Linked DNA regions of Gossypium hirsutum: all the other regions are linked to region 1. The links are chromatin contacts, called in public Hi-C maps. All regions are on one chromosome and are shown on one strand. The core of a region is the stretch at or near the end of the contact, and the rest is flanking DNA. Distances in the headings are between cores, read along the strand shown.

Region 1 (3,969 bases), core at 1,032-3,531:
GATGCATCAGTTAGGACAGAACCGCATGCAATATCCAACGACGCCCAATCGCAGTTGATGGTATAATGTCCAGACCCGACCCATTGTTTCCCATCGACTGGATACCAGAATGCAACGGACATCTTGCTCGACCAATCAATTGTGAACTGAACATCCTGCAATCCAAACAATGAAGTTACTTCTGTCATGTTATTGCAAGGTAAAAAATCTAACACATTCCACTGAATGATATTCTTGCAGTAGGTATATATGTCTGTTTGCTTTACTTGTCAAAACTAACTAGAAGCAAATACACTAAAAGGTCAAAGCTATAGAAGAAGATCATATAACCTGTTGTAAACGATCCATGGTTCTCAAAGGCCTGGCGAATTCGAAATAATATGTTCCCTTCTCACCTCCTTTGGAATAAGGACTGTCTTCCTCCACAAACCCTATTAAAAGTGTTCGAGTTTAAGGTTGAAATTTTGAAAGATGAAGTATTAACTCCACTGTCTTAAGACGCTAGAAAACCAAAAACCGATAGACCAACAGACAATGATGTTGACAAAACCAAAGGACTTGTGTTAAGATCTTCAGTTGACTTCAGTTTCGGGTTCAATCCCTGGACAACCCCCTAAAAAAAGTTATTTTTGACATTAAGGAAAGCTCATTTGTTATATTGTTGCAGATTTGATGCACTGGAGATTGCTTGTCTAAGCTCCAAAAACATGCCTCAGTGATCAGTACTCAACAGGTTTGATTCTTTGAAGACATTGAAACATGCATATAGAACCTATATAGATCGTTCCTTTCGTACCGAATACACTAATTTTCTAAGATATTCAACTCCATTAGAATATAATCCTAATAGTTTAGTTACCTGACTTATCTGCAAAGCTACTGTGCCACCATGCTCCTTTCCAGTTATTCTGTCCACTAGAATGATTTCCTAACAGTGAAGAATGATGATTTAATGCCATAAACATATTAAGGATAATACCCAAAGCATGGTCAATCAAATAAAAACATATTTGCTGATGTGCCATCTTTGATGATTTAATGTCACCTTGATGATCCCTGTAGTCACTTTTTCTTTAGTGCCTAATCCCACTTTGTTTTGACATGTTCAAAGCAAGCCCCCATCATTCTCATCTCAAAAAAAAAAAAAGAAAAAAAGAAGAAGAAAATATCACTAAGATAAGAGGGTCTTATTAATTTACCAGAAGGACCCATTCCATTAAGGTATCTACAGTGTGGGTTCCAAGCATATGCATCAACCAAAGGACCAAAGCTGTGTCAACAAATAAAAAAAAGTATATTAACGTACATCATTGACTTTTATGATGGCTAAAAAAGATACATTTGTACTACAAATTTATTTTGTACTACAAATTTATGTCGTACTACATTACCTATTATCACCTCCACCGTAAAGCCTTCCCGGTATTGCGTTTCCGATAACGAAATGCATAAGGTCGACTTCATGGCCTTTGCAAGTCTTGTTGGTACAAGACCCCTTTTGTTCTTTACAACCGCCCATCTTACGATAGAACAAGAGAAAGCTAAACAAATAGTATTTAAAGTAAGATTAAACATAGAACATGAGTTTGATGGAATTGCTTACATTATGATAGGTAGCATTGTCTCCAATTTGGAACATGAGAGCCACCGATGGGCATTTTTTGATGTCCCTGCATTGAAATGTAACACTCAGTTCATCACAAAATGTTCAAACAGGGCCAAAAAAGAAGCATACCCTTTGGAGTAGACATAGTTCCCATCAACTTGGAGTAAGAAGAAGACATTGTTTCCATCATGTAAAGCCTAAGACAATCCCACGAAAACACACAAATTAAGGTATCTTTCATATCCGTTTTACGAGATTCATGATTAGTTGATAGAGCAGTTACCTTCACTGTCATTTTCCCATCTTTGTACTCATGGTCCTCATCTGGATCAAGGGCCGGGCGGAGGGAGAATTCGGACCCATCAATGTCTTCCCAATCATTGGCGCAGCCGTCGAGGGTGATGATTCCGGGTTTGAAATCCGCCTGGATGTGCATCTCCTCCGAGTTTGACACGCAACTCCGTTCTCCCGATTCCTCGTGCGAGTTGACCCGTCTAGTTAAACCGAACCCAAAGACCAAGAATGCTAGTAGGAGGAACCGAACCACCATTGTCGAGGTAGAAAAGTCGTTATAGAAGCAGGTGCTTCCGTTTTTATTGCTTTGTTTATAGTAACCTTTTTTTTGGAGGGATTACAGTCGTTAGCTGACCAATGAAACAAAGTCGCACTTAACAACAGGAAGTTCGTTGCTAATATTCGCTCAATTGCCATGTTTTCTAAATGTTTAATTATTAATTTCATCCCTCTAATTTTATACAAATTAAGAAATTAGTCCCTTTACTTGAATTTATCAACGTAATTTGTGAAATTGAAAGGCTAGTATAATTTAGTAACATTACAAAACCTTACAGTTGAATTATTAATATGGAAATTAGTAGTTCAGCTATTTATATACAAAAAATAAGTAAAATAAAAGGATTAATTTTTCATAAAAATACAAGGATCAAAATATGATAAATAGATCAAATTAAAATAAATAAAAATATCTAATTAGTTTTTTTTAAATAACGGTACAACTTTCAAGTGTTTTGTAAAACTCTTATTATAAAAATTATCTTTATCAAACTTAAAACTAAGAAATTGCAAAATTGATAAAAATATGTATTTTTATTTAAAGTATAAAAATATATATGAAATAGTACTTATTGATAATATACCCTTGTCTAATAACAATTCATTAGAATTTTTGAATTTAAAATTGGTATATTTCTATCTTTACTCCCTATACTCTTAAAAATTTTGAAAATGATTTTCTTTGCTTTTAATTTCAAGAGTTTAGTCACTCTACTTGTTTAATTTGAAAACTAAAGTCCAACTGATAACACTATTAACTGAAATCCTTTAAATTTGAACATATGCAATAAATTGAAATTAAGTGGTATAAGTATCATAGAGGCTCTTGTATTAGGAATTAAATTGTATTTTGCTCCCTTTACTAAAAAAATTGGGTAAACTAGACCTTGTACGTTAGATCAAAGAGCAAATTAGTCATTTCTGTTAAAAATTTAATCCATTTATATTGTTAAAAATTGGTGTGATTGACGGAATCATTAGACAGTTACACGCGACATGTTGTGTGTACCTTATTCTAACATACAGAGACCTATTTTTAACACTAGAAATGGATGAAACTTTTAACAGAAAAACCAGTTTGCTTTTTGATCTAACATATAAAGACTAATTTGCCTATTTTTTTAGTAGATGGGGTAAAATGCAATCTGAATTCTAGTACAAGGGCCTCCATGGTACTTTTACCAATTTTAGTTTTTATATCAAGCCTTAGTACAGGGACTAAATTTCAAAAGTTAGAAGAGTTCAGGATCTGGGTAGAATTAAACCTTGAAAACTTTATGCATCAAATTATAAACTTACCAGGGGGTGTATTTTTACACTTGCCACGTGTGTGGAAAGCATTGAGTGCTAGACAAACAGTAGTTGACACGAGTGGGTCGTACATATCAATGTCTGAACAAAGTAACTCAGCTCAATTTCTCTGTGTCTTATCCCTTCAGATTTTAGAGAGAGAAAAAAGAAGCCCCGACCCTTTCTTTTCTTCATTTCACCGTCGTCTCTTCACTAATGGCATCTCAGTTTCAATCCACTGTTACCCATCTTTACAAACCCTACAAAAGCCCTATTTAGCATCACTTTGTTGATCCCTATATAGTGTTTGCTGCCGCCGCCGCCATCATCCTCTGTTTTTTTAGGGTGTTGTTGAAAATGGCGTCAACGCCGCCGCATTGTTCGATCACAGCTACAACAAAGCCTTATCAGAACCATCAGTACCCACAAAACCACTTCAAAAACCACCGTAATCACCACCATAACAACAACCGTAACCAACCTCACCCCCAAAAATTCTC
Region 2 (3,969 bases), core at 502-3,001, 200 kb before region 1:
CATAAGCCTGGTAAGAAAACAATGGTGTGTGTTAAATCTTTTGAACAGAAAATTTTGACATAAAAGCAAAATTATGCAGAAAACGAAGTGTTAAAATTAAAAAATAGAAGAAAACGAACAAGATAAGAAACAATGACCTTAAAAATTGGCATTGCTCCAGTGTAGAACTTGACAGCATCAGCATATGCTTCTGACTTGATGCACTTTTCAAGTCTAACGGGCAGATCATAAATGAACTGTTCTCCAAATGAGACAATGTTTGAGTAACTAGCAATTGCATGTATAAAGAGGAAGTAATTTTTTAATTTATCCTAAAGTGAAAATTTTTCTTTAATAACTTCTAATGCTAAGCTCTAAAACCTAAAACCATTATTTTGTCATGGGCATTATGATCTACTTCAATAAAACATTGCATTACTCACAATTGCTACATCCAGTTAACATGTTTTCAGTTCGACCTTAGGGCTGCTGTTACATTATTCACTAGCCTCCATGTAGATTTAGCAGTCTTTAATACCTGAACTTTACGCAGAAGATTACGTGTCCGGTGCAACTTCTCTATATGTTCTCTCTTTTCAAAAAGAGAAGTGTTGACCCCATCACTTTTAGATTGCACTGACATTATCTGCAATTATAAAAATGTAAAGGAAAACAATTCAGCTTTGAGTAATTCACTTTTCCTCCTTTGTTAATACATTATTCAAAAAATTCAACTAGAACTAACATGAAGAATATTCCAACACACCTTGTCAAGCAGATGATCCATATTTGTTTCCATGCCTACAATATTACTTTTCATCCTGTTAAAATCAAAATTCCAGTACAAGAAACAGTGGTTGTGAACGAACTTCAGAAGTCCAGATAACTTGATCGAACAAACAACAGTTGCTACCACATCAAAAATCTTGCAGAATCAAAAGGAAATAACAAAATCTCTACGGACAGATATAATGTTGACAAGCCGTATAGTTTTTCCCAAATTACGATTCTACTAGTAGTGGCGGATGTTAACATTGATTTTAAGAATTGAAACAAGTTACCGTTTAATTGCATCCGTGGCACTGATGAACTTGTTGTAATTCTCGTAAACCAGCATTTGCAAGTCGGTATCGATATTCTTAATTTCAGCTGCCATTTCAACATGCCTCTGAAGAAGCGCTTCCAAATTCGACTTCCGTTTCTATACATTTCAATCCAATCCATGTTTTAAGGTATCAAACCCTCCAAATCAACTATAAATCCAACCAAAAACATGAATAATCTAATCCAAACGACGAATTCCATTCCGAACAATTGATTTCTATAAAAAATCTAGCACTAGAATTCAGTAAGATTTCAATCCGTAATTCAGATCAAAACTATTTGGAACGTACCAGGAGGTTCATGTACTGATCGGCATCGAAAGAAGTGGTGTCGATAGCGTCTAAGCTGCCGTGGTTTGAAGAAGCGTCGTTTGTCGAAGAAGGATCTGGAGAGTAGAAGCTCGACAGCAGATCTCTCATTCTCTTCGCCTTGTCGTCCAAAGGAACATCTTCCGTCCCCATTTTCTGCTCTTTCTACTAATGATTTGTTCACCGCGAATCACAATGAGGGAGATTTTGGTTTTAGATCGGGAAACGAGTGAAATTTTTCACAGGCAATGAAAATGAACGACTTGGCGTTGAACAAACCAGCTTGGCTGCACGGTTATTTTGGTGCACCGTCTTTCCTTAGATGCGACGCAATTCGAAGGCAGTTAATTTGTCGAAAAGGACCCAAAAAGTCCCAAATTACAAAAACACCTATTCATTGTGTAAAAGTTTTATTTGTTTAGCGCCAATATGCAATTTATTTGTTTGCATTCGCAAATAGAAATAAATAGGTCGAATTCTGATATTAGTCCTCATAAATTTTATATTTAGGTCCTTATATTTTAATTTAAAGGCTGAATTTTGCATGAAACCAACGTACATGGCTTTTCACATCCTTGACATTGGTTTTCTTTTTTTTTTTGCCTTGTTTTTTTTATCCTTATCAATTTTTATCATTCCCTTCAGTCCATTTATTTTGGTTAAACTATCAAAATAGTCACTTTTATTTACCTCAGATTACATTTTAGTCACTTATGTTTGAAATGCTATGTTTTAGTCACTAAGCCGTTAATTCCCTTCAAAAATTTAGGTTAAATTCTACAATTGATTCCCATATTTTTTTTATTTTAAGCAATTTAATTTTTTTTCTTTTATATTCTTTTAACTTTTCTTTTTTTTCTTTATTTTCCATTCTCTTTTGCTTCAACCTTTGTTTTTCTCCCTTCTCTATCTCTTTTAACATAATTTTTCATGTTTTCTATTTGTTAAAACTTGTCTCTATACTTTTAATTTTTTGAACAATATTAGTTTTTTATTTTTTTGAACAATATTAGTTTTTTCTTTTTATTTCTTTGTTTTCCTTTTCTTCTTCCCCTTTCGTTTTAACAAATGAAAAATATAAAAAAACTACATTAAAAGATATGGAGAAGGGAGGAAAATAGAGAGAGAAGCATAAGAGAATGAAAAAAAAAGGAAATTTAAAAGAATATAAAAGAAAAAAATTTAAATTGCTCAAAATAAAAAAATATGAGGACCAATTGTATAATTTAACCTAAAATTTTTGTTTGAAATGATGATTTAACGTGCCATGTCAGCGTACTGTTACACCGTTAATAACAGTTAAGAAGTGAGTGAACTAAAATGTTACAACAGGTTAACATAAATAACTAAAACATAACATTTCAAACATAAGTGACTAAAATATTTAAGTTTATAATAATATTATAATCTTTCACTATTTTTTAAATTAAAGGGTTTTTTTTTAATTTTAGTTTTAAATTTTAAAAGTTAGGTTTTATTTTTTATTTTAAATATTTGATGGGTTATTTAATAGTTATATTAATAATTTTAATAATAAATATAACATTTATAATTGAGAGATGTGATTTAAATAAAGATGCACTTAATTCTAATTTATTACCATATATTACAAATTGTATTTGTGGGTATTGGGAGATTTGAAATTTGAAATCCAACTTTACCCTATTAATTACATATTTGTTTTTATTATCTTCAATGTTTATTTTGAATTAAGAATAATAATATGTAATTAATCAATAATCAATATAATTTTCGAGTAATCATTGTCAAAAAGGTCAAAAACATTAAACAACTCCAAAGACGGAGTTGGAATCGTAGTTGTACCCACACTTCGCACGCCAGCGGTGACAACCAGAACTTTCCATTTTCCAATAAAATAACCAAGTAAAATACCTTAAATACCCCTCCACCTCCATTATTATTATTATTTTTGCCACTAACCTAATCTAACAACTACCCCTCTTTTGCCTATAAAACAACCCTTTCTTCTTCATTTTAAAACCTTCCTCAGCTTCGCCTTTAATTGCTCTCTGTTTCTTGTTAGTTAATCAGCCAAGTATTCTTTCAAAATCTCCTCTCTCTCTCTCTCTCTCTCTCTCTCTCTCTCTCTCTCTCTCTCTCTCTCTCTCTCTCTCTCTCTCTCTCTCTCTTTAATTTGGGGATTTGGTTTTAGGGTTTCGTCTTTGTTAATGTCCGATCTGTGAATTGGGGTAAGTGTCGGTGTAAAAAAAAAGCCGTTCTAATGATCTTGGGTGTTCAATGAGTTTCGCTATCCCTATGCATCGGATCCATATTCTTCACTCGTTCTCGGTCGTTTTCCTTTACTGGTTCTATGTTTTCTCAAGGACTACCTCTTTGTTCATCAATGTGATCGTTTAAAGCTAAGTTGTAGTTACTAGTTTAGTTTCTGTGATTATTGAAGGAAATTAAAATCTCTAAATTTTCATTTAATTTGTTAAAAAAATTTCCCTCCCCCCTGAGATGGCTACTGTGCAAAAACCGGCGTGTTCCTCCGATTCCGACCCAAGATACGCCAACATCGACGAGAAGAAAAGGAAGAGGATGCTGTCGAACCGTG
Region 3 (3,969 bases), core at 703-3,202, 150 kb before region 1:
AGATTATCAACAATGTCTACCACTTGCATTTCTGTAGATGATGTTAACTTCTGACCGGTATAATAATAAGAAGGCACAGGAAGTTCAGCTGTCCGGGTGCAACTATGCACTTCCTTTTTTCCCCAAGAGAATCATATATATGTATGTGTATATGTATATGATGTTTCTCTTTAAAAGAAATGAATAACTCCTCTTTATTGACTAACGGAGGTTGCATCTGGTTTCACTTACCACAAAATGCGGTCTTCAACCTCAGAAAATTCATGTTTTTCTTCCTCAGGCTCCGCAATATCTTCCTCACTGTCACTACAGATTAAAGCTTCACTGCCATGTTGGTCATAGTATATACGTCTCCTCCCCACAACAGATTGGTCTTCAGCCATTCTCTGATTTCTGTGCTGAATGATGCATATTTAAGATAAGACAAGCAAAAATAAAACCTCATTGGAAACAAGATGAGCCGAGGAAAGATGGTAGGTTCATGTGTGGATGCTTGTGCTGCTGAAATCTCCAACTTCGAACTAAATATCAGTAACAAAACCTTGAGGGCTTAATAAAATAGCTAGTTTTTCCAAATGGCTTAATATTGGTGTTCAACATGTTATCAAGCCCTTTCAGGAAATCCCCCCAAAATTATAACCCTCACTGGAGATGACTTAAGTAGCACAGCTAACCCATGACTTAATGGCTTAAGTCTCTAGTGGCATACTGATTCAAAGCAGAAGTATTGTGTACCTAAACAGACAGAATAGAATACTCAAAATTAGGCAAACTAATAAATTAATCCAACTTACTTGTCCAGAAAAATCCATGTCGTATATGGTGGCAACTTTTCAACGTACGGAAGCTTGACACTTGTTGAAGATACAACTTCGTGACCATTAGAATAGTCTCTATCTCCCGACCCTTGCACAAATCCAGCATACTTAAATAGAGGAATTTGGATTCTTGAAGAAAGCATTTTACCAAATCCATTCTCCTCCACACACAGAACGTTTCTACTTGATGTAGCTGACAAAATCTCTGAAATATGACTCTCGAGCTTCTTTCTGTTCTTCTCGACTTTTTCCTGTGCACACCACCCAATATAAATATAATTTATTTGCATCTCTAGCAGGTTGGAGCGCAAATCAATTCAATTTAGACAAGCCGAATACAACAGTAATAGTTGCTTATCAAATTCACACTGAATTGACGACGCTAGTGAAATTCAAGGACAAATAAATAATGTAGCAATAATTTAAAAAGTGAAATTCATAAGTGACGAACATAACTAATCCACCTTAATCGAAGCAATTCTCTCCGCTTGAATTTGCCTTTTAAGCTGATTTAACTTATGTGTCAAGTTTCCTACTCCACCACTAGAGCACTCTTCAAGTGATTTCTGCCATATCAACAAATAATAGCAATAACATCAAAACATTGATAATTAAGCTAAAACGGATTTTTTTTAAAAAGAAAAAAGGAAACTCAATTCCATTTTTTTTTCCTTTCCGTTTTCTGTTTCTTTATAATTCATTAGCAGCCAAACAGAGTATAAGCTGCAGTGAACGGCGATGGAATTGAGAGAAACCTCAGCCTCCACACAAAACCATTGGCGAATAATATTCAGTGGAATTTCAAGTCTACGTGATCAATTACAAACTAAAAATCAAAATAATATTTTGAAAAATCATTTTAAATTTTATGTTTAAATGATACAGTGAATTTAAGCGACTGATAACTAATTTTTTTATGATCAGTAATGAAGATTGAATACAAAAAGAAGAAATCAAAAGGGAAAAATTGAAGATCAAAAGGATAAAGAGAGAAATCCTAACTTTAGATTTAGTGGAAGGGTCGCTCCCTTTAGAGACCATTGTTGGCTGAATTTGGTGCTTTGTTTTCTCTGCGACTCCGAGTCATACAACCAGAGTGAAAAAGAATCTGGAAGAAAATAATAAAAAAGTAAAGAAGGACAGTAAAGGCCTGGCACGTGTGAACTGTTGTTACGTGGCCTTTACTGTTGGGGGACTCAATTTTTGAGTTTTTTCACACGGGCCCAAAGCATTTATTTTTCTTTATCTTTTTTATATTTATTTTGTTTCATTTAAATTTCGCCTTCAGAAATTATAGCTGGCTTACGCAATGGGCTTTAAGTGAAGGCCCAAATTATATAGCTTGTCTGTACGAAATGTTTGTTTTTTTAGCCAAACAAGTGTCTAAAAGCTGCGATAAAACAATTTTTTTGTGCATATACAGTTTATATTAAATCACTAACTTAATAATAATTAAACTCATTATTCAAAATTTTAGAAAAATTATTTAATTAAATAATTCAAACCAAAATATAAAATTTTAAAATTTATATTTAATACAATAAAACATTTATTATATTTATTTGTGTTTTTTAATATAATAAAATATTTATTATATTTATAATAGTGTTTTTTAATATAAATATTTTTTAATGTGTTAGTGCATGATAGCAAGATAAATTCGTATTTTTAATATATTTATTCTTGGCTAATTGTCGGATAAAATGCTATTAAATTTAGATTTTTCTTATCAGAAATGAAGTTGGTGTACTGAATTCAAACTCTTACAAAAAGGGGATAAATTGGAACAAAAAGTAAAGAGGAGGGCTTGATTGAAAGATTGAAAATACAAAGATAACTGGATAAAGATTGAAGGGTTGAAGTTTTTTTAAAAAAAAGTGGTTAGATAAAGATTGAATAATTTTTTTTATTATTACAACTCTGTAATTAGATTAAATTTAATCTCTAGTATAAATTTAATTTTAAAATTTTGAACTATTTAGTGATAATATTTAAAATTATTTAGTGATAATATTTAGGAAAAATCTAGGGGAATATACAAATAAAAGCCATTTTTTTAAAAATTACTGAAATGAGCCAGGTAAAAAATTAATTACCGGAATGGTCTTATTTCCCCAAAAACACGTCCACGTCAACGCGTTGTCAGGTGACGAAGCAGAAAAACGCTTCCTTGAGGAAGTGTTTTTCCCATGTCTCCTGTTGTTAGGGTTTTGGGTTTTTGGTTTAGGGTTAGGGTTTTGAGGGTTTTTAGGTTTAAGATTTTAAAGAAAAAATTAAATAAATAAGGGATTATGGTTTAGGGTTTAAGGTTTCTCAATTAAATTAATTAAAAATTTTTCAAAATTAGATTAGGGTTTTGTATTTATAGTTTTTAAATAAAAAATCAATTAAATTAGGGTTTAGGGTTACTTAAGTAAATTAATTAAAAAAATTTTAAAATCATATTAGGGTTTAGTGTTAAGGGTTTTTAAAGAAAAATCAAATAAATTAGGGTTTAAGATTACTTGAGTAAATTAATTATAAATTAAAAAAATAGATTAGGGTTTAATGTTTAGGGTTTTTAAGAAAAAACTCAAATAAATTAGGGTTTGGGGTTTAGGATTACATAATTAAATTATTTGTTAATTTAAAAAAGCTCCCACATGGACACTCTTTTACTACAGTAGCTCCTGAAAAAATAATTTCGAGAAGACGTTTCTGAGCAAATAATGTCAAAAACGCTTTAAGCAGGATCCATTGTCAGCAAAATACTAAAAGAAGCTCCCACGTGGACGCTCTTTTGCTACAGTAACTCTTGAAAAAATAATTTCGAGAAGACATGTTTGAGCAAATAGTGTTAAAAATGCTTTAAGTAGAATGCATTGTCAGCAAAAGTACTGAAAGAAGCTCTCACGTGGACGCGTTTTTGCTACAGTAGCTCCTGTTTGGCCTGAGGCTATAAATGAGGCAAAATTTTTTCTCAAATTGCATAAGTTACAACAAAAAAAAATTTATAGAGGCTAAGAAGGATAGAAATTGAAGATGAGTGAACGTATTAGTGCTGTTATTTACTATGATGGTGAGGTTTGTCACATAAAAAACGGTGTTATTTTTTTATCGGAGAATACAGTGTGACTGGTTTTTAACCAGAACATAGATTTGACAGAACTTT

The links. Hi-C and Micro-C count contacts between places; a contact is called where the count stands out from the background.
Region 2: a contact with region 1 is called in a Hi-C map of leaf, with 1.9 times the contacts expected there. The contact joins the promoter of LOC107945993 here to the promoter of LOC107946004 in region 1. A contact is called at or near these places in 2 of 34 Hi-C or Micro-C datasets (both in leaf).
Region 3: a Hi-C map of leaf shows a contact between it and region 1, with 1.7 times the contacts expected there. The contact joins the promoter of LOC107945999 here to the promoter of LOC107946004 in region 1. A contact is called at or near these places in 4 of 34 Hi-C or Micro-C datasets (hypocotyl and leaf).

What each region holds. Positions count from the first base shown.
Region 1 is chrD12:43,500,595-43,504,563 of Gossypium_hirsutum_v2.1, reverse strand. It overlaps LOC107946004, which reads right to left and starts at 2,281. Exons shown (of 8, transcript XM_016880189.2): 1 at 1,890-2,281; 2 at 1,736-1,803; 3 at 1,604-1,670; 4 at 1,392-1,519; 5 at 1,200-1,270; 6 at 1,046-1,089; 7 at 860-928; 8 at 1-155. The coding sequence starts at 2,156. It overlaps LOC121224135 (pentatricopeptide repeat-containing protein At2g31400, chloroplastic), which reads left to right and starts at 3,563. Exons shown (of 4, transcript XM_041106820.1): 1 at 3,563-3,969. The coding sequence starts at 3,827.
Region 2 is chrD12:43,701,724-43,705,692 of Gossypium_hirsutum_v2.1, reverse strand. It overlaps LOC107945993 (vacuolar protein sorting-associated protein 51 homolog), which reads right to left and starts at 1,751. Exons shown (of 20, transcript XM_016880178.2): 1 at 1,374-1,751; 2 at 1,041-1,180; 3 at 746-800; 4 at 518-625; 5 at 138-236; 6 at 1-7. The coding sequence starts at 1,544. It overlaps LOC107945994 (bZIP transcription factor 53), which reads left to right and starts at 3,345. Exons shown (of 1, transcript XM_016880179.2): 1 at 3,345-3,969. The coding sequence starts at 3,873.
Region 3 is chrD12:43,649,253-43,653,221 of Gossypium_hirsutum_v2.1, reverse strand. LOC107945999 (histone-lysine N-methyltransferase EZA1) reads right to left here and starts at 1,952. Exons shown (of 17, transcript XM_016880183.2): 1 at 1,821-1,952; 2 at 1,283-1,384; 3 at 795-1,069; 4 at 232-393. The coding sequence starts at 1,859.